Linked DNA regions of Mus musculus: all the other regions are linked to region 1. The links are chromatin contacts, called in public Hi-C and HiChIP or PLAC-seq maps. All regions are on one chromosome and are shown on one strand. Each heading gives the region's core, a stretch centred on a gene start, on an enhancer-like site or on the middle of the called end of the contact. The rest is flanking DNA. Distances are from core to core; before and after follow the strand shown. Region 1 holds the start of Fndc1 (fibronectin type III domain containing 1). Region 2 has its middle 45 kb from the start of Gm36458. Region 3 has its middle 33 kb from the start of Gm33086. Region 4 has its middle 53 kb from the start of Gm33086.

Region 1 (5,871 bases), core at 44-2,543:
ACCATGAGCCACCCCCGTGTAGCCTCCAGTGATGAAGGCAGACACACATTTTTGGGAACTGAGTTTCAGCAAACCATGGCCACTGCCCTTCACCACCATGGACTGAGGAAGAAGAGAAGATTCTGTTATCTAGAGAGATTTCCACCTCTGACTGACCAGCTAGAGCTGACCACAGGAGCCCTGGATCCACTGACTTGGAATACACTAGAGAGAGAGAGAGAGAGAGAGAGAGAGAGAGAGAGAGAGAGAGGAGTGCGGAAGGAACCTGACACTCTTAAAGGAAGATCAAGCTGGGGACACAAAAGCCAGAGGCCAGACTAACTAGAGCCCTAAGGGGAGAGGCAAGAGCATCTGTTCAATTGTAGAAGGTTCCCGAACTCTAAAGAGGGGATCAGTGGAGAGCCTTCCTGGGGGGGACCTGGAGACTTCACTGCAGGTCACAGTTAGGCAAGAGGTGCCAGCCTGGGCTCAGCGTGTGGATGTCTTGATTTTGTAATTTTTGTTTCCGAATAGAGATTCCGTATTTCAGTACCACCCTTCCAGACTTTGTTTAGCGTCCTGGTCAAGTTTGGGGTTGCTATGTGGGCGAACCGATTCCATGTTCTGTCTGTCCTGTGCCAGTGGCATCAGGTTGGTTTGCAGAGAGCAGCACTCTGCTTCCCTAGCGCGAGTCTTTGTCGCCTGCAAGGACGCTCCTACTCCACTAGTGTCTGAGGCTGGGAGTGGACCAAAACCCAGTCTGTTATCCCGCACAGCGGGATCCCAAGGCGGTGTTTAAATTACAGAAAGGGAGGTCAAATGAGTTCTTGGCAGGGCTTTTTGCGGCGTGCTTAAAGTCAGCTTCTGTTTCAATTGGGATCACAGGCTCCTGCGCAATGACAGCCAGGAGCTCCCTCAGCGAGTACGGCTCCTCATCCTTTCCCAAGAGCTCCGGCTGCGTAGGAAGGATATCGAGAGCCCACAGACCACTGTCATGTGCAGAAAAAGGTGGAGGGTCCTGACCCGGTCCCTGAAGATGAAACTACACAGAGGTTTAAGGAGACAAAGTTCACGCCTCATCTTAGCACCGATTGTTTATAATAGGTCACTTTCCTGGCCAGAGCGTATTAGAGACTTAGACAAAGGGAGGGAACTTTCCTGGTCACTCTTCCTGGTGCAGATTTTTAATTTCACAAAAATCGAATGGGGTTCCGGGACTTGCGCCCCGCCCGCCTCGTGGGGTCTCATCGCGAGCGCGCAGGCAGGGGGCGCCCGAGCGCATCTAAAAGGAGCTGCGGGCAGCGGGTGGCCTCAGTGGCAGAGCGCGGCTGGCCGCGGTGCGTGGCCAGGAGCGGTCGCCTAGGGGCTGCACCGCCGCTCGCACAGGACACCGGACACCCAGCCACGGGCACCCGACGGCGTTGCTCTGCGTTCCTCTCACTGCGGCCCGCGCCCTGCCAGCCACCTACGCTCGGTCCCCGCGCATCCCGGGCTTCCGATGGCCCCCGAGGCCAGGGCGTCCCCGCGCCTGCTGCTCAGGGCGGCACTGCTGCTCCTGGCGGCGCTGCTACCGGTGGCTACCTCAGCAGGACCCCCAGGTACGCGCACGCCTGACTCTGCGGTCGGCTAGGCTGTCCTCTGCCCACCCGCTTGTCACTCTGGGGGACCACTGTCCCACACTGGCTCTGTGTTGCCCGCGTGCGTGTCTTGTCACTAACCTGTGCATCCTCGTGAGTGGAGTCAGGGCGTGCTAGGTGTGGGCACTAGGCACTCTGAGTATGGGAGAAGTGTGGACACGGAACACACAAGAGAACTGGGGACTGAAACTTGTCTAAGTGCCCTGGAGATCCAGGCAAAGGAAAGGAGAAGTGACTTTGGGCATCGCACTGGGGGTGGGGGTGGGAGTCTGGGGGGGATAGAAGTCGGGGGGGGGGGCACTCTCTTTGGTCAGACTCTCCTCCGGGTTGAGGGTGAGCATCTTTCTGTCATCTTCTTCACCTGTCTCGATGTTGGATAAGGTCACTGAGGGAACTCAGATGGAAACTGAGGGGCAGGACTGTACTCCAGGACCAGCAGCAACTGAAGTCCTAAGCTTGGGAACTTTGCAGCTGGAAGAAGACATTTGTCTTTCGAGGAGGGAGAGGGAAGTGGGACCGTCAGTGAGTTCCAGAGAGCCTAACCCACTCCAAAGGCCAGGCTGCAGCCTGGATGGACACTTGCTTTGCACAAGAGGCTTAGCTGACTCTGCTTTCTTGCGTGTTTCACCAGCGTCCAGATGGTTACACAGTAGTGGGCTTTCACGCCTATGTCCTTGGCGTCTTCGTGTCTAGCATGCATGCATTTCCACACTTGGAAACCATGACTTTTGTTTATGGCATCAATTTGTAGGAACCTGAAAAGTGGACTCCCCTTCCCCTTTCTGGTATTATTCAGTGGCAGCAGGGCTGAAAACAACAAAACAAAACAAACTTCTTTTCCAACAGGGGCCACTAGTTTTGCATGCTGGTGTCTGTATTGCGCTCCCCATAAGGATAAAGGGAGAGCGCTTGGTGACCTCTTGGTAGTATCGGGTGCTACGTATTCTGGTGTTGAGTTCCCTTTTTCTAAAAGGGTCATACAGAAGTAGGGGTCCTTTCTCTTCCATTTATGATCTCAAGGCAAGTATTCCCTTCATATTTTATACAATGTCTGACAGAATAAATCTCTTCTAGCCTCCCAGCTTCCCCACCTACAATCCAAAGGCTTCGTTCTTTCTAAGCTCAAGTGTTCCACTCTTTCCAGTGAAAGGGTTCTTGTTACAGAAAGCGATCTGAGAGTGGGGGCCTTGGAAAGTGAGCTTTGTGGTGGTTCCAGCCTCCTTTCTTCCCGTGTCCATGGTCACCTTAGGATGGGTTCTGCTTGTGAACGTGGGAAGGCAGGGCTTGTCGTGCTCCTCATGGGCTCGACAGCATTGTCAGCTGCACTTTCTTTGGCTCTCTGCTCTGCAAATCACTGCACTGTGGAATGTTGGAACTGGGCGGCTTGTTGGCACTTCTCTCTACTGTGTTGACGTGGGATCTGCAGTGAAATGATGACCAGACTGGAAACGGACAGAGGAGACAAGCGCATTTCCAAGTGCCTATTTACTGTACTTAAGTTCAATTAGGGAAGGGAAGAAGTGGACATAGCAGCCTGCAGAAGGCTCCTGTGTCAGGGAAGAAATCACGAAGCAGCATGTAATTTATTCCATGGGCTCCTTGAGGAGCCTTCCTGTCTGTCTGTCTTGCCATTCCCAGTTGCAGCAGCTGCTTGGATTTGCGTCTAGTGGGGCAAAGCCACGGGCAGACGTAACTCATGCTTCCTGCAAGTGGCTACTGTCAGCCCCATTCCTCCTCTTTTGGGTCCAGCATTTCTGGTAAGGCAAATTACCCAGAGCTACGCTGACAGTTAGCACACTGTTGCAGCGCTAGAGGTGTTATTCTTCTTCCAGCACACCTGGAAGATCCCTGCAACTCAGGACAGATTAAAACAGAGCAAAGTAAGCAGGTGATGCCCCTCCCCCACCGCACCCATTCCTGCCATAGGCTACTAGGCAAACATTAAAGAACAGGGGTGCTCCCAGTCTGAAGGCCTGAAACCATCTATGCGTTTACAGTAGACACTCAGGGAGGGCTAGGGATCATCTCTATTTTCTTCTTTAAAGCTAAAGAGCTTTTTAATGAATCTGCAAGGCCAAAGTCATTCTCAAAGTGATATGAGTTCAGTCCCAGCCTCTTTCCTGGGTTGATGTTCACATGAGTGAACAAAAGCTTACTGGGTAATAAATGGTATCTGACAGGGTCCACCGCTTGGAGCCTGAAAATACTAAGAGTTTAACCCCAGGGATAAGCACCTGCGGGACTCCCAGTCAGCACTCGAATGACTTGCTTTATAAGAAGAATGCGGTATTTACTCTAAAAAAAAAAAATCTACAGACAAACTATAGTTGCCTACTTGGATAACTCTCACAATTTTTTTCCCTCCAGAAATGAGCAAACTGAGCCTGATATCTCTCGTTAAGTAACTGCACAAATTTCTTGTCAGTGATGCAACTTGAATTTCTTTCTTTAAAAAAAAAAAAAAATCAAAGAGGCCGGGAGGTGGTGGCGCACACCTTTAGTCCCAGCACTCGGGAGGCAGAGGCAGGAGGATTTCTGAGTTCAAAGCCAGCCTGGTCTACAAAGTGAGTTCCAGGACAGCCTGGGCTATACAGAGAAACCTTGTCTCAAAAAACAAAAAACAAAGCAAAACAAAACAAAAAAAAAAAAAAAAAAACAAAAACAAACAAAATCTAGTGAGGAATTTCAATTTTTAAAAAAAGACTTTATTTATTTATTTTATGTTTATGGGTACACTGTAGCTGTACTGATGGTTGTGAGCCATCGGTGGTTTCTGGGAATGAAGGTTGCTCACTCCAGTCAGTCTGGCTCATTCCAGTCGACCCTGCTCTCTCTGGCCTAAAGATTTCATTTATTATTATATGTAACTACACTGTAGCTGTCTTCAGACAGCACCAGAAGAGGGCATCAGATCTCATTACAGATGGTTGTGAGCCACCATGTGGTTGCTGGGATTTGAACTCAGGACCTTTGGAGGAGCAGTCAGTGCTCTTAACCCCTGAGCCATCTCTCCAGCCTGCAACTTGAGTTTCATAAGTTAAAACTTGAATGCAGCTAAGCTGTCTCTCCCCTGGTAGGCTTGAAATACTTCTCTGTATTAGAAACCTTTTTTATGGCCATGGTGATAGGAATGAACGTGGTTTTGATAGCAATATGAATGAAGATGTGCCTTTAAAATGTCACACGATGAGACATGGTGAATTCAAATAGCGACTACACAAAGTATTACACAGGGATCCGACATGGTGGCATGCATCTGCAATACATCTGCAATGGCTCCTGGAGCAAGATGGGAGGTGGAGATGGGAGAATCACTGCAAATTACGCACAGTTGTGAATCAGGTGCGTGGGGATGCACAGTACAGCAACAGAAGCAAGAGAGACTCCGCCCCAATAAGGTAGAACATGAGAACGGACTTCCAAAGACCATCTCTGGCCTCCGTGTGCAAGTGTGCATTCATATGTGCACATGCAGGGCACATGTGAGAGTACACAGCATCCATGCATATACACACACGCATACATATGTGGGCGCACATACGCATGCATACACACAACCAAACTTTTCACAGGGCCTTATACATGCTAGACACACTGCTCCTGAGCTCCACCCCCCATTATAAACAAATTAATTTTAAATTACCATAATTCCTACTATAGTAGGGAAAGATAGATGACAGACATCCCGTTCAAGTATAACTTTTATGGGAACCTTGCAAGTTTAAAGGTAGAAAGGAATCCAGAGGCCACAGAGTGTTATAGCTCCTGGCATACACAGCTGAATGGAAGTTAGAAGTGCAGATGCCAGGGTCAGAGTCTTAACACCATCACGGCCTCTCTGCTGGCCTTCAGCAGTCCATCTGAGTTTGTGGGTAGATGTGGTCAGTGAGACCCTTTCATCTTTAGAAGCCCTGGGAAACTTTCCTATGACCCAGGCGGCCCCAGCTCTCTGGTGTGTCTCTCTTCATTTCTGTCTTTGCAAGCAGGTTGGACCCCTTTGGCTTCAGTTTGTGTTTCGGAGCCTAGCAGGCAGATGACCCATATCACTCATTTGTATGAGCATAGAAAACATTATTGTAAAATTAGGGGGTGTAGTGGGATTGCAGGATGGCAATTCATGTCCCTAAAATGCCATCACTAGAAGCCACTCCATGTCCCCAACCCACCCTCTCGACATGTAAGTCACAGTGGCCTACTATCCCTTGTCTATGGGACGGACATGGATGTGGGCTGCATCCTTTCCCTCTGTTTGCTG
Region 2 (5,875 bases), core at 2,291-4,790, 370 kb after region 1:
ATGGCAGATTTGAACAAACTTTCCCTTGTTCTGTACATGTTGCCTGTGAGAGATGGTTTACTTTGAACACCTGCCTAGATGAATAGCCACATTTCCTAAGCGGAAGGTGCATTGTTGTTTGCTAGTCAGATATAGTGTGTATTTCAACTGAGTAGCAGGAGAGATGCAGGAAGGAGTTGAATTGGTGTGTTCCAGAGAGATTCCAAAGTCAACTTTTTAAATGAATAGACTCCTGACCATGTCTCAAGAGACCTGACAATGGCACACAAATATTCAGGGACTGGGTCAAGAAGGACTCACAAGCCCCTCCATTCAGGTCCCAAAAGCTTCTTTTATCCAGTTTGATATGCACTTATACAGAAATGCTAAAAGGAAAACAAACTGGCACACTCGGGCATAGCTCCGTGGTAGGGCATTTGCCTAACAGACACAAAGTCCTGGCTTCCAACCCCAACATCTCAGAGAATAAAAAGAAGTGGGAGACAATGGGGGTTGGGCAAAAAGGAGAAGTGGCGGGAGGAAGAAGGTGGGAAGGGAAGAGGAAGAGGAAAAGGAAAGATGGGGGGACTGGGTTCTCTAGAGGAACAGAACTTGTAGAATGAGTGTGTGTGTGTGTGTGTGTGTGTGTGTGTGTGTGTGTGTGTATGGATTTATTAGACTGACTTACAGGCTGTGGTCCTGCTAATCCAACAATGGCTTTCTACCAATGGAACGTCCAAGAATGAATTCATTGTTCGGTCCACAAGGCTGGATGTCTCAGCTGCTTTCAGTATATTCTGAAATCGTGAAGGTGTTAGCTCTAATGCCAGTGAAAGAATCAAAGGCAAGCAGTCAAAGAGAGGGCAAACATCCTTCTTTCATGTCTTCACCTAGACTTCCAGCGGAAAGTATGGCCCAGATGAGATGTGGGTCTTCCCACCTCAAAAGATCTGGGTTAAAAGTGTATCTCCCCACCTTAAAGATCTGGATTAGAAATAGAACTTCCCACTTCAAATTAAGTAAAAATCCCTCACAGGTGTGCTCCTCCATTTTTGGGGTTTTAGTTAATTCCAGATGTACATAGATTTAACAACCAAGAATAGGCATCACAGTTGGTGTAAGCCCCCATGACTACAACTCTACTGCTCTGCGTGCTTGCAAAGGTAACACCCCACGGACAATTCCACTGTCAGCTAAAGATAGCAGAATATTTGTGGAGTCCAGAACACTTGTACTACAGATGTAGTAACTGAACTGATTAAATAAATAAATAAACAAATAAATAAATAAATAAATAAATACCTTTACCGGGCAGCCCCGCTAAATCAGAACAGCGCTGCGACTCTCTTCAAGTGGAAAGTCTTCCTCATGGGTTTGCATTTTTTTCTCTTGGGAAGGTTCCACGTGGCTCTGTGACCTTGCCTATGGTCATAGTTCAGAGCATACAGCTTCTCTCTAATAATGTTCTCACAGTTACAACCACTTTGCTTTGTCTGTGTTAAACACACTTTTCCTATCCAAACATCTTTTTCTTCTTCTTACTGCTCTTTGTTTCATAATTCTTAGTATATCCCTGGCTCAAAGCAGTCACAAATAGCCTGTTAAGCTGTCTTGAAATTCTCACTGACAATTACTAGTCTGTTACTTTTTAATCCAGAATGACTTCATTTTCAGGGCATGGTCCAGAGGCAGGCTGATAGTGATGGAGTTAAAATGACCTCCAGTTTAGTTCCTGGTAGTCATTGTTCCTGTGTGATACCTCAAGAGCGGTCTCTCCTGTCTACACTTCCATCCTAGTTTGTTTCCTGTTGCCAAACACCACAACCAAAAGCCATGTGGGAAGGAAAAGGCTCATCTCAGCTTACAGGTTACAGTCCGTCAAGGGAAGCCAAGGCAGAGACACAAGGCAGAAGCCTGGAGATAGGAACTGAAGCAGAGAGCATGGATGAATGCTGTTTACTAGCTTGCTCCAGACTCACATTCAGCTCAGGCCCACCTTCATAGGGATGGAAACGCCCACAGTGAGCTGGACACTCATGTGTACCCATGGAGCATCAGACAAGAAAACGTCCCACAGATAGGCCACAGGCCAATCTAACAGTGACAATTCTTCAACTGAGGTTCCCTTTTCCTAGGAGGGTCAAGTTGACAGTCAAGATCAACCATCACAACCTCCATCAGCGTCCCAGTCTGAACTCCCACCAGAATGGCTCACTAAGCTCAGCTTACAGCATTCTCAAGCTTCTCTGGCTCAAATCTCTAAACTCTTCAACATTCTTCTAAAAGCGGCTTCCAAAGTCCTAAGAAGCAGATAGCTGGGTTTGTGAGCATGGCCCTACCTCTGTCGAACCAACTTTCTGTGTTATTTTTGTTTGTGTCGCTGTGACCAAAATACCTGAGAGAAACAACCTTAGAGAGAAAGAATTTATTTGGGCTCATGGTTTCAGAGGGACTTCAGTCACAGTAGGGATCCCTCGGGACACCAGCGAAGGTAGTAGGTCTTCACGTGGCTGGAGGAGAGAGCTAGGTTGGAATTAGAACCAGGCACTAACACCAAAGACCTATCTCCCTACAGCCAGGTCCTACCTCCTAAAAGCCCCACAGCCTTCACATTAGCACCAAGTGACCAAGAACTCAAGACACAAACAAGCCTATGAGGTACTTTTATTCAAATCCCAGCATTGTCCTTTCAAGCTTGGGGTACAGACACAAGGGGAGTTGCTTTCTCTCGCACCTATGAAAGAAAATTCAAGGGGAAGGAAGAAAAAAGGAGAGAGGAAAGAGGAGGGGAGCAAGGGAGAGAGAGGAACAAAGGGAAGGAGGAAGAAGAAAGGGAGAGAGAGGGGAAGAGAGGGAAAGAGGAAGGCAGACAGGGAAATGGAGTTGGCTTGTGAGGCTTTTAGAAGGAGCTTATTTCAAATTGTCTATTTATATGTAACTTGGAATATATGTACATATTCTGAAGGGATAAGCAGATGTTGGTTTGGCAAATTTGCCATTTTAAAAACCTTAGTCCTGTATGGAGTTCTCTTTAAAGATACAAACATATAAGTAGTACATGGTATTCAAATTCTATAATCCTGGCACCCAAAACGTGAAGGAGTCCAAGACTAGCCTGGGCTACAAAAGACTGTCTCCAAGGGAAAAAAAAAAAAAAAAAAAAAGACATACGCATGAACTGGGACCTAATTTGGAATGCATTGGCCAGAACATTAAAATAAAGGTAGAACTTTTTTCTGAACACAAAGAAAATATTTAGAATAATAAAATTATACTTAGAACAGACAAAAAGAGCCCAGCTGTTACAAATTCAAATTTGAAACACATTACTACTTTAGGATTTTGTTCTTATTGAAGTTCGTAAATTATTTAAAAACCCACGACTAATTACCATTCTCTTTGACAGTGACTTTCTTGCTGGGTTAAAATACAAGTTTGGAGTCATTAAGATGTCTGCAGCAGAGCAGCCAACTCCTGAGAGTTGGGTCTCCCCGCGCTGGCTCCTAGTAGCAGAGGGATCAGCATGCAGTTAGCTAACAAAGCAACCATTGTCCAAACTCCTTCCCCAGTGCTGAGTGAGACAGAGAAAAGCAGCCTGTGCTTCCTACTAGGGCTGCCCTGAGAAGCCCAGGGGTTAGCCTTCTTTGTCAGGCACACAGCGACGCCGTACATGATAGAGATTGTTTACCCTACTGCAACTGGCTGGTACTATTTTAAAATTCTGTAATATCACTCACAGCATCGAAATAAGTCAAAATTTTGTTTCTAAAAAAATGTTTAGACGAGATTGCTGTAGAGGCTGGGAGAATAGTCAAGGTGTTGGCTCTGGCCAGGGCCCTCTTGCTGGGACATCCCAAGGTGGAAGGCATTCCACAGCAGAGGTGAGGGCAGCAGAAAAACTCCTTGTTTTATAAAGGATGTATTGTCACAATAACAGCATGAAGCTATTCATGAGGAAGAGTCCCAATAACCCAAATTATGCCCATTAGATGCCACCTCCGAGGACAACAGGGCTCTGAGGGCATAGTTTCTGGCACATATCTTCAGGGTCACAGTCAAGCCGGCACACGTACTGTGAAACTTTCTGCATTTGCACAAGTCTCTCCTGCCTGCTTGCACAGAAGCACTATGGCTCTCCATGAAAGGAAAAGGAAAGGGGAAGAAAATAAATACTTAAGATGAAGCAAAAGCCAGACTAGGTGCTGCATGTTTTTAATGCCAGTACCTGGGAGGCAGAAGCAGGGGGATCTCTGAGTTCAAGGCCAGTTTGGTCTACAGGGTGAGCTCCAGGAGAGACAGGGCTACACAGAGAGACCTTCTCTCAAAAATGCAAGTGTTTGATATTTGGTTGCATAAAAAGAAAAACCACATACAGTCTTTGGTTTCTCCCCCACCAACCAGAATTGTGGTGCAGCACTTTGGATTCAAGCAACACAATTTGTCATGAAATCTTCAGGTCCCTTCACCAGCGTGTGGCCAGGGCAGGGCAGGGCGGGGCAGGGGCGGGGGCGGGGGCAGGGGCAGGGGCAGGGGGTTGACTTCCACACATTCTGAAGAACTTGAGGGACCCTGAAAACAAACAAGTGAAAAAGCTATAGAGAAGATCGTATTGATATGTATTGATTGATACATATTGATACATATTGATAAGGAGGCAGGATAGATGTCAAGTCTAGGCTCCTTGGACCGCTGCCTCCTGGGACTCTGCACATGGCCCTCAGTCCTTGCCTGTGTAATCTACACAGTGACCCCTAGCTAAAATAAAATATGGGGAAATGGGCATGCAGGATGCTTCCCGCTTTTAATAATATTTACAATAGAAAAAATTGAAACAACCAGCATACAGTATCTCACAGTATCTGAATAAGGTTATTTCCAGGACCTCACAGATACCAAAGTCTAAAGATGCTTGAATCCCTTTCTATAAAGCATGTGTAAGCTGGGCAGTGGTGGTACACACCCTTAATCCCAGCACTTGGGAGGCAGAGGCAATCAGATTTCTGAGTTCAAGGCCAGCCTGGTCTACAGAGTGAGTTCCAGGACAGCCAGGACTACACAGAGAAACCCTGCCTCAAAAAACCAAAATAAATAAATAAATAAATAAAGCAAATGTAGCATTCATATGGAGTCCATGGGCATCGTCCCATGCTCTTTAAGTCACCTCTACTGTTTGTCATACCTAACTGTGGTGGTTTGAATAGGAATGGCCCCATAAATTCAAGTGTTTGAATGCTTGGCCATAGGGAGTGGCACTATTAAGAGGTGTGGCCTTGTTGGTGGAAGTATGCCACTGTGGGGTCGGGTTTTGAGGTCTTACATTTCAAGCTATGCCCAGTGTTACACACAGACTCCTGCTGCCTGCACATCAAGATCTAGAACTCTCGGCTCCAGCACCATGTCTGCCCGCACACTGCCATGTTTCCTGCCATGCTGACAGTGGACTGAACCTCTGAACCTGCAACCCACCCCCAGTTAAATGCTGTCCTTATAGAAGCTGCCTTGGTCATGGTGTCTCTTCACAGCAATGGAAAACCTAAGACACTGATATATAATGTAAATGTTGTGTAGATAAGCTCAACTGCTTAAGGAAAAATGACAAAAAAATATACATTCTTACGATCTTTTTTCAAATACTCTGGATTCACAGCATCTTGAATCTGAGGATGTGGATGGCTAACTCTGTATAAAAATTAAGAAATAATTCAAATGCGCCACACCACCCCGATAAAATATAGGATGTTTGGAATGATGGTGAGCAAAGGCTCTGGGGAGTGGGGAAACCAGAGCATCTGAAGCCTTGAGCAGTGGTGGTCAGTGTAGAAACACAGGGAAGTAGACAGGTGAAAGCCGACATAGCATGCCATGTCCCACGTGCCTTTTGTCACCGTTACCGGTT
Region 3 (5,553 bases), core at 1,776-4,275, 280 kb after region 1:
CCCTGGTTGTTTATCATTAGACTCTGATAAAGTCACTCATGTGAGCAGCTTGCACCATGCAATTCTCCTTTTTAGGTAGCCATGGTAGAGTCTGGTTGCCTAGCATCCACCGTTCCTACTTCCTTCTGGACACACAGGCAGCGTCCCTGAGGTCTGTAGTGTGATTGGATACACTCTGTGTTCAGGCTGGACCCTAATGCTACCTCATGCAGTGCTGAGTTCTGCTTCACCTGTGTTGTTTGAGCTGCCTGTTAAGTACTCAGCTATGTAGTTTGAGGTGAGTGTGAACTTGAGATAGAATCAATGACAGAGAGCAAACATGGCGGCCCACGTCTACAATCCCAGCACCCACAAGGCCAAGGCAGGAAGACCTCCAGCTCAATGCTACCCTGGGATACTCAGTGAGCTCAAGGTCTGCCTGCCTTGAGTGTCTTCCTGCAAGACTATCATCGAAAACAGAAAAACGAGGAAAAGGAGGGGGCAGGAAGAAAAGGAGGGGGAGAAGGAGGTGTGTAATCGTGTGGCTGCACAGAGATTTCAAAATAAGAATATCGAAGGTATTTTCATGAAGAGCTAGTACTTCATAAATATTGAAGTCACCTGAAAATTAAAAGAGGCACTTCCAGGAGGCAGCACCCAGATGTGATGACTGTCACAGCATGTTTTATGAGATTGAGGAATGGGGAACAGCTGCAGACTTTGATGGTGCTAATTTCGGTGACAGAACAGGGCTCAGGGTGCAGAGTATACAGTCTTCAAGACTCTGGGGGGTAAAGGAAGGTAGAAGTACAGACAGGGAATAGAGACATCTAGCATTTGTGAGGGAAGGAAAGACGCTAGAGAGCCAGAAGAACTTCAGCACAGGGCAAGGAGTTCACGTAGGATGACAAAGCAAAGCAGAAATTAGGTCTATGGGGCTGGACAGATGGCTCAGCATTTAAGAGTGCTTTCTGTTCTTCCAGAGGAGCCAAATTCAGTTCCCAACCACCCACATCCAGCAACTCACAACTACCTCTAATTCCAGGTCCAAGGGATCTGAGACCCTCTTCTGGCCCTCATGGGTACCTGCATGTTTACTGCTCTAGAGGTGGGGGGACCTGAATCAGACTGAAGTCTCACACAATAGTCAACTTTATCCAGAGCATCAGACAATTCATACTCTAAGAGTGTACCAAACTGGCCGGTGCAAAGTTGACCAGTCCTCTGAGTGGGGGTGTGAAGCTGATTATAGTAAAATTAGAAAAAAATATGCAAGAGACAGGTATGGCAGGGCTGCTGTCCATTACCACACCAGCCAAAAGTGTATTTCTCATAGCCTTCTTATATTACAGTACAACGAGAAGCAAAGCCACAAGCTAACAAACACAAGTGGCAAGAAAAGATCAACTTTCAACTTCTGGGGCCATTGTGAGAAGATGATTCCAGGCTAGTAGAGAAGGCTCCCACCCAACACCTTCCTTCTGTCACACAGGAGACAAGGACAGCAGTTCAGGAAGGGCAGGCGAGTTTAGAGTGAGAAGTTCAGAGCCAAGATGCTGAGGAAACTTTAGGAGTATGGAGCACCACTCACACCCCTGCCTCCAGCACACCTTGGCTGCATTGCCATCTCTTCATCCAGTCAGGCTTCCTGCTCAGAATCTGGACAATTGCCTTCATCCTATGAAAACCAATTTTCCAAAAAGAGATTACATTCCCTATTGGTTCCCCATGTGACCCCGCTCCTAACTGTCATCGTTGTCTAGCCTGAGGAGGGGAGACAACCGTGAATTCACTCACAGGTGTTAGTAACAATGGATAATGATGCTGCTACTTCCTGGGAGCAGCATTGCATGGTTGGGATTTCTAGAGCGATATATTTGAAGCCAACACTGGACATTTCCAGCTCTGCCTTGGATGAGAAAGACAGTTTGCAAAAGAAGAAACTTGCAGATGTTGGGCCAACCTTGCGTGCATGACATGAAAAGAACTCGGTCACAGTGTATGATCCTGTTGATGAGTTCTTGAATACACGTACAAGCATTTTTTTGAGAATTTTTATATCCATATTGATCAGAAAAATCAGTCTCGTTTCTGTTGTTCTTAGCCGGCTAGGACTGGCTTTGTCAAGTGAGCTTTCCAGACTTCCTTCCTTCTGCTCTGTGAACAATTTGAGGAGGATGGGGTAGAATCTTTTAAAGATTTAGAATAATCAAAACAAGTGTCTGAAGGTACTTCATTAATTTCAGTGTTGGATATGAAGTGGCTTAGTCTGGGGCTGGAAAGATGGCATGGCAGTTACAAGTATGCAGTGCTCTTGAAGAAGAAGGGCCCAAGAATAATTCCCAGCACCCACATCAGGTGATTCAAGGCCACCTATAAGTAACTCCAGCTCCTGGGACTCCTGCACCCTCTCCTGCTTCCTTGGGTACCAGTGTGCACAAAACCTCACACAGGCACACATACATATGCACAACTAAAGATTAAAAGTAAATTCTAGGGGCTAGAAAGATGGCTGCAATGGTTAAAAGCATTGACTGCTCTTCCAATGGACCCGAGTTCAATTCCTTGCACCCACATGGCAGCTCACAACTGTCTGTAACTCCAGTTCCAGGGGATCTGCCACCCTAAATAAGTGAATATGTTTTGAAAAAATAAAATAAAAATATAAATTTGAAATGGCTTAGTCTTTCTTAACTAAACTTGAGTATTTACAATAGGTAAAGTGCACAGAGCCCTTGTGAGTGGGCTCATCAGCTACAGAACAGTCTCTACGAAGTAGAAGTTGTCTGTGTCTGTGCACCACCTCAAGAAGGCTTGTGTTGGTGCATTTTCCTCTAAACTGCTCTGCTCTAAGGCACTGTGTTCCCCTGCCTGAAACATATGACCTCATATATGGGTGGAGTTTGATTTAAATAATTGTACCAAGTGGCAACTATGTAGGAAGCAGAGATCAATTGCAAAACTTCTTATGGAATAATTGAGTGAGTTTTTGTCTACTGTCTCCTCTCTGCAGTGATTTTGACCAGGATCTGCCAGTGAACACTAGTCTTCTCATTCCAGGGTGTGCAGTGGCCACACGACCACTTTGTTCTTTAGTACCATATTTGGGACATAGCAATTTTTTTAAAACAAGCTTCAGAATTTTTGACCCATTGCATAAGAGCTTTCATGGAATCTTCCATCTTCCCAGCTGTCGGGGACTCAGATTTCCCTCTCATTTGTTCCAGGATAACGTCTACTGTTGTTTAGCCAAAAGAAACTATTTCTTGCTCCAAACCTTTTCTTCCCTCTTGTTCTTTCTGCAGATTAACAGACTGTTTTATCTGGAATCACATGTCATATCTACTTGGGAAATAGTTGCCTTCTCTTCAGGGGCAAAGAGGGTTTCATAGAAGGATAACATGCATTCCATCCTTCTAGTGACTCAAAGAAGGAGCCACTGTTTCCTAGTAAGCAATTTGAGGATTCATGTGTCATCACCAGACTGTATCAAAGAGCCATGGTTAGGGCAGCAGGTCACTGTCTGCCCTAACTGGATAACCTGGGGAAGGGGTATGGTGACTCAGTGCCTGAGACACAAACTCCTCCATCCCACAGGGAGATTCCCATGATGATCATAAGAAGGATTTTTAGAACCTTTTTGTACTTAAAATTATAATCTTCACATTTCCCATGATGAAATAATCCTCAGCTACTATATATGTACATATACATACACATATACTACTATACATACACATGCACATATACTAGACATATACATATATATAGATATACCTATCTTTATTGACTAACAAAAAGTTCCCTATTGTCCACTACTTTCATTGATTTTTATTTCTGGCTACTGTGTGTTATCCATGTCTGTTTTCTGTTGTAATAATGGAATATCACAAACTGAAAATTTTATAAGGAATAGAAGCACACTTAACTCGGGAGTTCTGGAGGTTGGAAAGCCCAGGAACATGATGCTGGTGAAGGACTGTTTGCTGCACCACAGCCTGACACAGGGCCAACACGGTGAAACAAAGCCATCAGCATCAACATGGTTGTCCCACCTTGATGAATGCATCTAACCCTAACTAGCTTCCAAAGGCCCCACTTCCACACCACTGTGATGTGTACTTAGAATTAGCTTTCCAGTACACAAACTTTTGGAGACACACACATCATAGCAGAGATATAGCGCCTGCCTCGAAGATGATCCTTGCAAATGTGAATTTTGAAAAATCCTGAGAGAGCATGAAAAATTATTTATGCCAGGTGTTTGTGGTTTTTGCCTTTCTATAGCCCAATGCCAGGTGTTTGTGGTTTTTGCCTTTATAAACCCCTTACCCCTTGAGCTCGTGGTTGACTCCTCTACCCCTGCGTGGGATATGAGTCGTCTCCAGTGCACTGGTCTTTCCCAAATAAACCTCTTACAGTTTGCATCAAGACCATTTCTCGAGAATGATTTGGGGTGTCGCCTCTCCTGAGTCAGAATGTGGGGGAGTCCTCATGCTGTGAGTCTTTCAATTTCGTCCTGACTATTTTGTTTGAATGCATCTTAAGAAATTTCAGGTCAAATGATATTGCGGGAAGCGGGTGCAGCTGCATGGGCCAAGATGTTTACTGCCTTGCCCAAGCATGACGGTGAGGCTGCAGCGTGGGCTGCCTGCCGGGCTAGACTATCCCTCGTGATCCGGACCTGTCAGCCTATTGGTGACCGACCTGAGCTCGTGCCTGGAGTGTGTGTGAATTATGATTGGATGATGTGGGTGGAGCTAGATGAGGTCAGTATAGGAAGCTTGTAGGAGTTGCCACGAGATAGGAGTTTAGCCCTTGCCCTAAGTAGAAGCTAGTTGTAGTAAGAGAAGCTGTTGTAAGTAGTAGAAGCTGCGGTCGTAAGAAAAGCTGCAAGAAGGAGAACAAGTAAAGAAGCTGTTACGTGAACCCACCTTGGTGTCCATGTCGTTCTTGTCTCCGCTGGTCGGAGACTGCGGAGACTGGGACATGATATAAGCTTTCAAAGGAAACAAATCAAAACAAAACAGCCAGTTTATGGGTTATGCTGGAGATATAGCTCAGCAGGTAAGAACACTTGTTGCTCTTGAAGAGGACCTGAGTTCAGGTCCCAGCACCCACGTCAAGGAACTCATAGTTACCCGTATCCCCAGTTCCAGGGAATCTGCTGCCCTCTTCTGATCTCCATAAGCACCTGCATACTCATGCTTACGTCCTTCTCCAATGAGTGGGTATCCATATACACTTCCCTACTCCACAGCGAACACCAGACTGCCATAAGGCAGTGTCTCTTTATTCATAAACTCCTTCCTTGGGTTAACAGGGTCTTCTGTCTTAGCATCCCTGGTTGGCTTTGGCTACAGATAGTTATGCTTTTGAAAGTTCTTAGTTTCTTCTTTTTCAAATTGAAAGTCCTCTACTTATACAATCTGTGACTTTAATACATACTAATAAAAAATATATTATGTTTCTAACTCCAGTAAATAATGAGACTAGCCTGTCAGTGTCAAACATTTCAAGCCAGGTCTTGTCCTCAACATTATATATGCTAAGTGCTCACAATGAATCAGGCAG
Region 4 (5,845 bases), core at 3,017-5,516, 310 kb after region 1:
CTAATAAGATTTCTTTCTCCCTTTTCCTTTTGTCCTGCCGGGCAGTGGTAGCACACACCTTTAATCCCAGCACTTGGGAGGCAGAGGCAGGCAGATCTCTGCGTTTGAGGCCAGCCTGGTCTACAGAGTGAGTTCCAGGACAGCCAAGGCTACACAGAGAAACCCTGTCTCAAAAAAAAAAAACAAAAACAAAAACAAAAACAAAACTAAATTTCCTTTTGCCCTTCTGACTCATAGGAACACAGGAGGGGGAAATGTGACCTTATGTCTGACTCACAAGTCATTTCTTGGGCTCCTTATTATACTCATTTGAGTCTATTAGCAAATATGTCCTGTACCATCCAGGAAAATCACATTCCGAGGAACTACACAATTCTAAAAGTTACAATTGATAGAGTTGTCAGTTTACGGACTGCTCCAATGACTGACAGCTCACAATTGATGGCTTTTAAAGATTTATTTATTTTATGTATATGAGTACAACATCACCATCTTCAGACACACCAGAAGAGGGCATCAGATCTCATTACAGATGGTTGTGAGCCACCATGTGGTTGCTGGGATTTGAACTCAGGGCCTCCAGAAGAGCAGCCAGTGCTCTTAACCACTGAGCCATCTCTTCAGCAATTGATGGCTTTTAAACGTTTATTCTAGAAATCAAAGTTAGTAAAGAGTTAACCGTGCTAATGTGTTGTATCCGGCCAGCAGATCACAGCCTGGGTTCTAGCCTGGAAAGGCATTTTGGAAACCTGGAAGAGAAGAAGGGCTAGGCGGGCGAGAAAAGGATGCAGCTAAGACAGGCATTCTGATCAAAGCTCAATTTTACTATTTCGCACGCAGTTATGAAGAAGGGGAAGGGGGGCCGATTCCCGCCAAATAGTCCTGGAGTCCAGTAGCAGGGTGACCATGTGTATGGCTCCGAACAGCAAAGAGGCAGGTTCCAGCAGTGGGCGTGGCAGAACGATTGAGCCGCAAGCTCCATCCAGGTGTAAACAGTGGAACCATTAAGGCTGGGGGAGGGGAGGCTACACTAATGGATACGTGACATTTAAAACCAGAAATCACAGGAGAAATAACTACCAAAGCAAAGAGAATCAAACACACTTTTGCCAAGTGAAGCTAGGGAGTGTAGATGAAGTTGTTTCTTTCAAATGAAGAGAGTGTAGCTCTTGTCCTAAACTCGAATTGCAGTTCCACGTGGGAAGGAGGGTGAACATCCAGCAAAGGGGACCAGATTGAAAACTTTTCTGTTGCAAGGCTGGGGAAGGAGGAATCTGCCTCAGAAACTAAGGTGTTGTCTTTGTTGGATTTTGATTACTTAATACTGAACCTCTTCAGTAAAGGCGAAGTTTTTTTCTAAAATCTTCATGTTTGTTTACACTTAAAATCTTGTAGGGCTGGCGAAACTGCTCACGTGGTTAAGGAACACAGGCCCAATGACCTGAGTTCAATCCCCAGGAATAAAGATGGTGGGCGTCTTGCCAGCTCTCTTTGTGGACTTTTACTCAAAGGCAATCAAAAGTTAAATTGGGGGCTGGTGAGATGACTCAGCAGGTAAGAGCACTGGCTGCTCTTCCAGAGGTCCTGAGTTCAAATCCCAGCAACCACATGGTGGCTCACAACCACCGGTAATGAGATCTGATGCCCTCTTCTGGTGTACCTGAAGACAGCTACAGTGTACTTATGTATAATAATAAATAAATCTTTGGAGCAGAGCAAGCTGGGTCTACCGGAGCGAGCAGGGTTGACCAGAGTGGGCAGAGGTCCTAAATTCAATTCCCAACAACCAGATGAAGGCTCACACCCATCTGTACAGCTACAGTGTGTACTCATATACATAAAATAAATAAATAAATCTCTTTTTTTTTTTTTAAAAAGTCAGCCGGGCGGTGGTGGCGCACGCCTTTAATCCCAGCACTTGGGAGGCAGAGGCAGGCGGATTTCTGAGTTTGAGGCCAGCCTGGTCTACAGAGTGAGTTCCAGGACAGCCAGGGCTACACAGAGAAACCCTGTCTCGAAAAAACCAAAAAAAAAAAAAAAAAAAAAAAGTTAAGTTGGAAAGAGAAGTGTTGATGAAATATAAACTGTCACCTCTCTTGTGAGGGTGCCAGAGGTGGTGTCTTAGTTACTTTTCTATTGCTGTGAAAAGATTCGATGAGAAGGGCAACTTGCAAGCTAAAGTATTTGACTGGGGGCTTGCTTACAGTTTCAGAGTATGAACACCATGTCGAGGAGCAACGGGCAGGCTGCCGGAGACCAAGCATTCAAACAGTGGGCCCATGGAGGCCATTCTAGTTCAAACTGCCACTCGTGGGAAAGGGAGGGCACGCGCTGGAGGAACAGCAGGGAGGCCTTGGCTGGGGGGAAGAGCATAAGACAGCACCTATGGCTTCTCAGAACAGGACAAAGGCTTCTATGACCTGGGAAGCTTGTGCCCCTTTGGTGTGAATTCCCATCCCTGTAAATCAACGTTTTGAGAGTCAGTAAACTGAACCCGTACGTGAAGTGTTGTGTCTTATGTGGAGGTCACGGTGTCATAGGCTGTTTGACCAGGACAGAGGAGGGTGGGCCTAGGTAAGCCTCTGAGAGAGGACAGTGTGCATAGAACCAGGATGGCAGCAAAGGGCCCGACCAAGCCCTGCACCCTGTGCCCTCCAGGAGGCAGGGGACAGGACACTTCAGAACTTGGAACAGTATAGAAAGGAAGATGCTACTCTCGGCTCCATAAACTAGGTCAGGAATGTCTAATGTTTAAATTCCCTCTGCCATGATTTCTCCTCCATCAGAGTGTAAGATCAAACTAGGCGCTCTCTAAGGCATGACGTCCTGCTTGTTTGTCCTAGAAAAAAATCTCTGACTCAGGACCACCAAGCTATGGACTAAAATTCCTGGAGAAGGATTTCAGTCCACACCTGAGTTAAAGGTCCTACAAGCTGATTGGTTGGTTGGTTGGTTGGTTGGTTAGTTGGTTGCTTGCTTGCTTAGTTGATTGATTGATTGATTGATTGATTGATTGATCAATTGATTGATTGGAACTTCCAAGATTGTGGAGAACTGAAATATTGCACATCAAGAGCTAAAGTATCTTGGATGGTCTTCATCCCCTACGCTGCTTTGTTTTTGTCATCTTGTCACAAACTACAGAGAGACACCTAAGAATGAACCTCAGTGGAAGAATTGTCTCCATCACATTGGCCTATGACAATTCTGTGGGGCATTTTCTTGATGAATGATTGATGTTGGAGGGCCCAGCTCACTGTGGGGAGTATCACTCCTGGGCAGGTAGATCTGGCTTACATAAGAAAGCAAGCTGAACAATCCATGAAGAACAAGCCACTGTGCAGAGCACCTTCATTGTCTCTGCTTCAGTTCCTGTCTCCAGGTTCCTGCTTTGAGTTCCTGCCCTGACTTCCCTCAAGGATAGACTGTGACATGGAAGTATCAGCCAAGCAAATCCTTTCCTTCCCCCTAGTTGCTTTTGGTCAGAATGTTCTATCACAGTGACATAGACACAAACTAATACACCTCCTTAATACCCCCTATCATCCAAGGCTATGTGATCTAAGATCCAACCTGTGCGTATTAGGTAAATCTCTCTGAAATGTACTAACAGAATCCTGGCTTCCACCGAGCCAGAGACTAAGAATGTCACTAGATGATGTCTTAGGCCACTAGCAGAGAAGCATCCATACTCTACTGTAGCCTGCCTAACTGATGTTTCTACCAATGGATTTGAAATTTGCCTTGGTTTATGTCTTTCTCTTGTTTTGTAACCATAAAAACTTAATAAAATTGTTACCACGTTGGAACAAGGCCTCTAGGTTGGATTGAATCACTGTCACTGGGCCATAGCTATTTATATGTCTTCTGTCCCCTTTGAGATGAGAGCCATGTTTTAACCTTGACAAGGAATTTTAAAAGGCAACAGGAACAGTGTGTGGGCATACACAAGTTCCTTCAGAATATCTCCCTCTCCCTCTCCTTTCTTCCCTCCCCCTTTCTCACTCCTTTATTGTATTTTTTTTTCTTCTATGAATCCACCCAGACACTATCCTAAGCAGTAGCTTCTAGAGTACTGGGCAGCTACGGATAATCCAGAATTGGGAATTGGATGCCAACTCGAGACCTCTGCCACTCACCTCTGCCTGTGCTACCCTAGTCACGGGCCAGCTGGCTCCCATGGACAAGTTATAGAATGTCTCCACTGGAGCTGCCAAAATTCTCCCAGCCCCTTCCCACAGATGCACGGCTGCACTACAAAAGAGAAAGACTGAATGGAAGCTCGGAAGAGAGCCAGCCTCACCCTGCCACAGGAAGCCACCCGGACCAACGTTGATTTAAGGCCTCAAAATGCAGAGCAGGAAAGGGCTGGTTTCCTCTCTGTTTTTTAAGGCATGTGAGAAGCTACTGTGAGCTGAGACCCAGAGCTGGGAATGCCTTGAACGCTGTACACGGCGGTTTTCTTTATATTCTGATGTTGGCCAGCACGCCAGCAGAACATCTGTTTCTAGCTAGGAAACTGCTCGTAGGAAACACTCCGACAAAGGCTATACTCTTATTTCTCCACTTCATCCTTCAGCAAGATCCATGTCCTGCAGGACCCCGGGAAAGTCGGGAGGGAGGAACAATCTGTGTGGCCCATGATGCCCAACCTGCTTCAGGTCATGCCTGGATGACCAGCAGTGATGACATTTCCAGGGGAAGACCAGCCAGAGACACAGCCTGTGCCTTGCTGAAGCAGCATCCCAGCCACCCTGCTGTAGATGAGACCAAGTGACCCCCAACAGCAGCCTCAGTGCAGGGATGTCCTTACTGTCTGTGTCTCATGCCACGGTGGATGTCTGAAGCCTATGCACCTGACTGCTGGCTTTGGGGACATCAAAAGGGAAGATACAAGAATCACTGGAAAATGGTCCTACTTGAAGACTTCAGATGTTACCACTAATTCATAAGTCTAAGCTGCAGTAAAGCAATCCAAGAGATTACAGGGTAGAGTTGGGCTTTGCCATTTTAGCATTATGGGACTTTTTTCACACTGATTTTTATATGATAGTTACTCAGGACCTTGGAAGAGCAGTCAGTGCTCTTAACCGCTGAGCCATCTCTCCAGCCCCTAGTTGTATCTTTTGAAATGTGTGGTTGTTCCTTTATGCAAATAACCACACTGAGCTCCAGCTCTGACCTCATGCATCCTGAGTACGTTATGGGATCAACTTCTCCTCTTCTTCCTCTGCTCACTAACATCCCTCCCAACTCCATATCCTTTAACCCTCGATCCTGACTAGTTTTATTGCCAACCTGACACAAACTAAAGTCACCTAGGAAGAGAGAACCTCAGCTAAAGGATTTCCTCAATCAAATTGGCTGGTGCCCATGTCTGTGAGAGGTTGATGGATGGTTGGTGTGGGAGGGCCCAGCCCATTGCACCATCCCTAGGCAAGTTTCCTGGGCTGTAAGAGAAAGCTCTCTGAGGTGTGAACCATGGAGTAAGTCAGTGAGCAGCATCCTCCATAATTCCTGCTTCAGCCCCTGCCTGAGTTCCTTCCCAGACTTCCTTCCAGGAATGACTGTGATCTGGATCAATTAATCATCTGGGGGAGTAAGATAAAATAAATTCTTTCCTCCCCTCCCCCAAGTCACTTTCAGTCTTGATATTTATCAAAGCAACAAAAAAGAATGGTTAAGACACCCTCTTCTTGCCTCTCAAAGTCTTCACTCACATAGGTGAGGACAGCAAACCCAGGAGACTGGAGGCCATCATTCCTGACCAAAAGACAGAACATTTGAACCGAAATTGAGAAATGCACCGAGAGAGTCATGTTGCCCTCTTGCCAGTTATATGATC

What was found. A called contact is a pair of places that touch in the nucleus more often than the background predicts. HiChIP or PLAC-seq counts read pairs in DNA pulled down with a chosen protein or histone mark.
Region 2: an H3K4me3 HiChIP or PLAC-seq map of embryonic stem cells shows a contact between it and region 1, with 10 times the contacts expected there. The contact joins the enhancer-like site here to the promoter of Fndc1 in region 1. A contact is called at or near these places in 14 of 39 promoter capture datasets (3T3-L1-derived adipocytes, the C10 cell line, the HPC-7 cell line and 11 more), 1 of 15 datasets of contacts at CTCF or cohesin (the NIH/3T3 cell line), 2 of 484 Hi-C or Micro-C datasets (bone marrow-derived macrophages and embryonic fibroblasts), 15 of 115 datasets of contacts at active chromatin or transcription factors (VIP interneurons, craniofacial prominence, embryonic basal ganglia and 9 more) and 1 of 9 other capture datasets (adipose tissue).
Region 3: a contact with region 1 is called in a Hi-C map of muscle stem cells, with 1.8 times the contacts expected there. The contact joins the enhancer-like site here to the promoter of Fndc1 in region 1. A contact is called at or near these places in 12 of 39 promoter capture datasets (3T3-L1-derived adipocytes, the C10 cell line, the HPC-7 cell line and 8 more), 1 of 15 datasets of contacts at CTCF or cohesin (the NIH/3T3 cell line), 4 of 484 Hi-C or Micro-C datasets (cranial neural crest, embryonic stem cells, muscle stem cells and 1 more), 14 of 115 datasets of contacts at active chromatin or transcription factors (craniofacial prominence, embryonic basal ganglia, embryonic forebrain and 4 more) and 2 of 9 other capture datasets (adipose tissue and pancreatic islet).
Region 4: an H3K27ac HiChIP or PLAC-seq map of VIP interneurons shows a contact between it and region 1, with 9 times the contacts expected there. The contact joins the enhancer-like site here to the promoter of Fndc1 in region 1. A contact is called at or near these places in 11 of 39 promoter capture datasets (the 3T3-L1 cell line, the C10 cell line, cranial neural crest and 7 more), 1 of 15 datasets of contacts at CTCF or cohesin (embryonic stem cells), 8 of 484 Hi-C or Micro-C datasets (bone marrow-derived macrophages, cranial neural crest, embryonic fibroblasts and 4 more), 18 of 115 datasets of contacts at active chromatin or transcription factors (VIP interneurons, craniofacial prominence, embryonic basal ganglia and 5 more) and 2 of 9 other capture datasets (adipose tissue and pancreatic islet).

What each region holds. Positions count from the first base shown.
Region 1 is chr17:7,822,724-7,828,594 of GRCm38.p6, reverse strand. Fndc1 (fibronectin type III domain containing 1) reads left to right here and starts at 1,293. Exons shown (of 21, transcript NM_001081416.2): 1 at 1,293-1,577. The coding sequence starts at 1,478.
Region 2 is chr17:7,459,051-7,464,925 of GRCm38.p6, reverse strand. No RefSeq gene overlaps it. Among named protein-coding and RNA genes, the nearest start is that of Gm36458, 45 kb to the right of the region's middle. Within about 2 kb of position 3,540, at least 36 of the 459 cell types and tissues checked have an H3K27ac peak or open chromatin away from gene starts, as enhancers often do. A contact at or near this core is called in craniofacial prominence, embryonic basal ganglia, embryonic limb bud and 3 more, where this site is marked.
Region 3 is chr17:7,540,658-7,546,210 of GRCm38.p6, reverse strand. No RefSeq gene overlaps it. Among named protein-coding and RNA genes, the nearest start is that of Gm33086, 33 kb to the left of the region's middle. Within about 2 kb of position 3,025, at least 6 of the 459 cell types and tissues checked have an H3K27ac peak or open chromatin away from gene starts, as enhancers often do. A contact at or near this core is called in adipose tissue and muscle stem cells, where this site is marked.
Region 4 is chr17:7,519,817-7,525,661 of GRCm38.p6, reverse strand. No RefSeq gene overlaps it. Among named protein-coding and RNA genes, the nearest start is that of Gm33086, 53 kb to the left of the region's middle. Within about 2 kb of position 4,266, at least 30 of the 459 cell types and tissues checked have an H3K27ac peak or open chromatin away from gene starts, as enhancers often do. A contact at or near this core is called in VIP interneurons and neural stem cells, where this site is marked.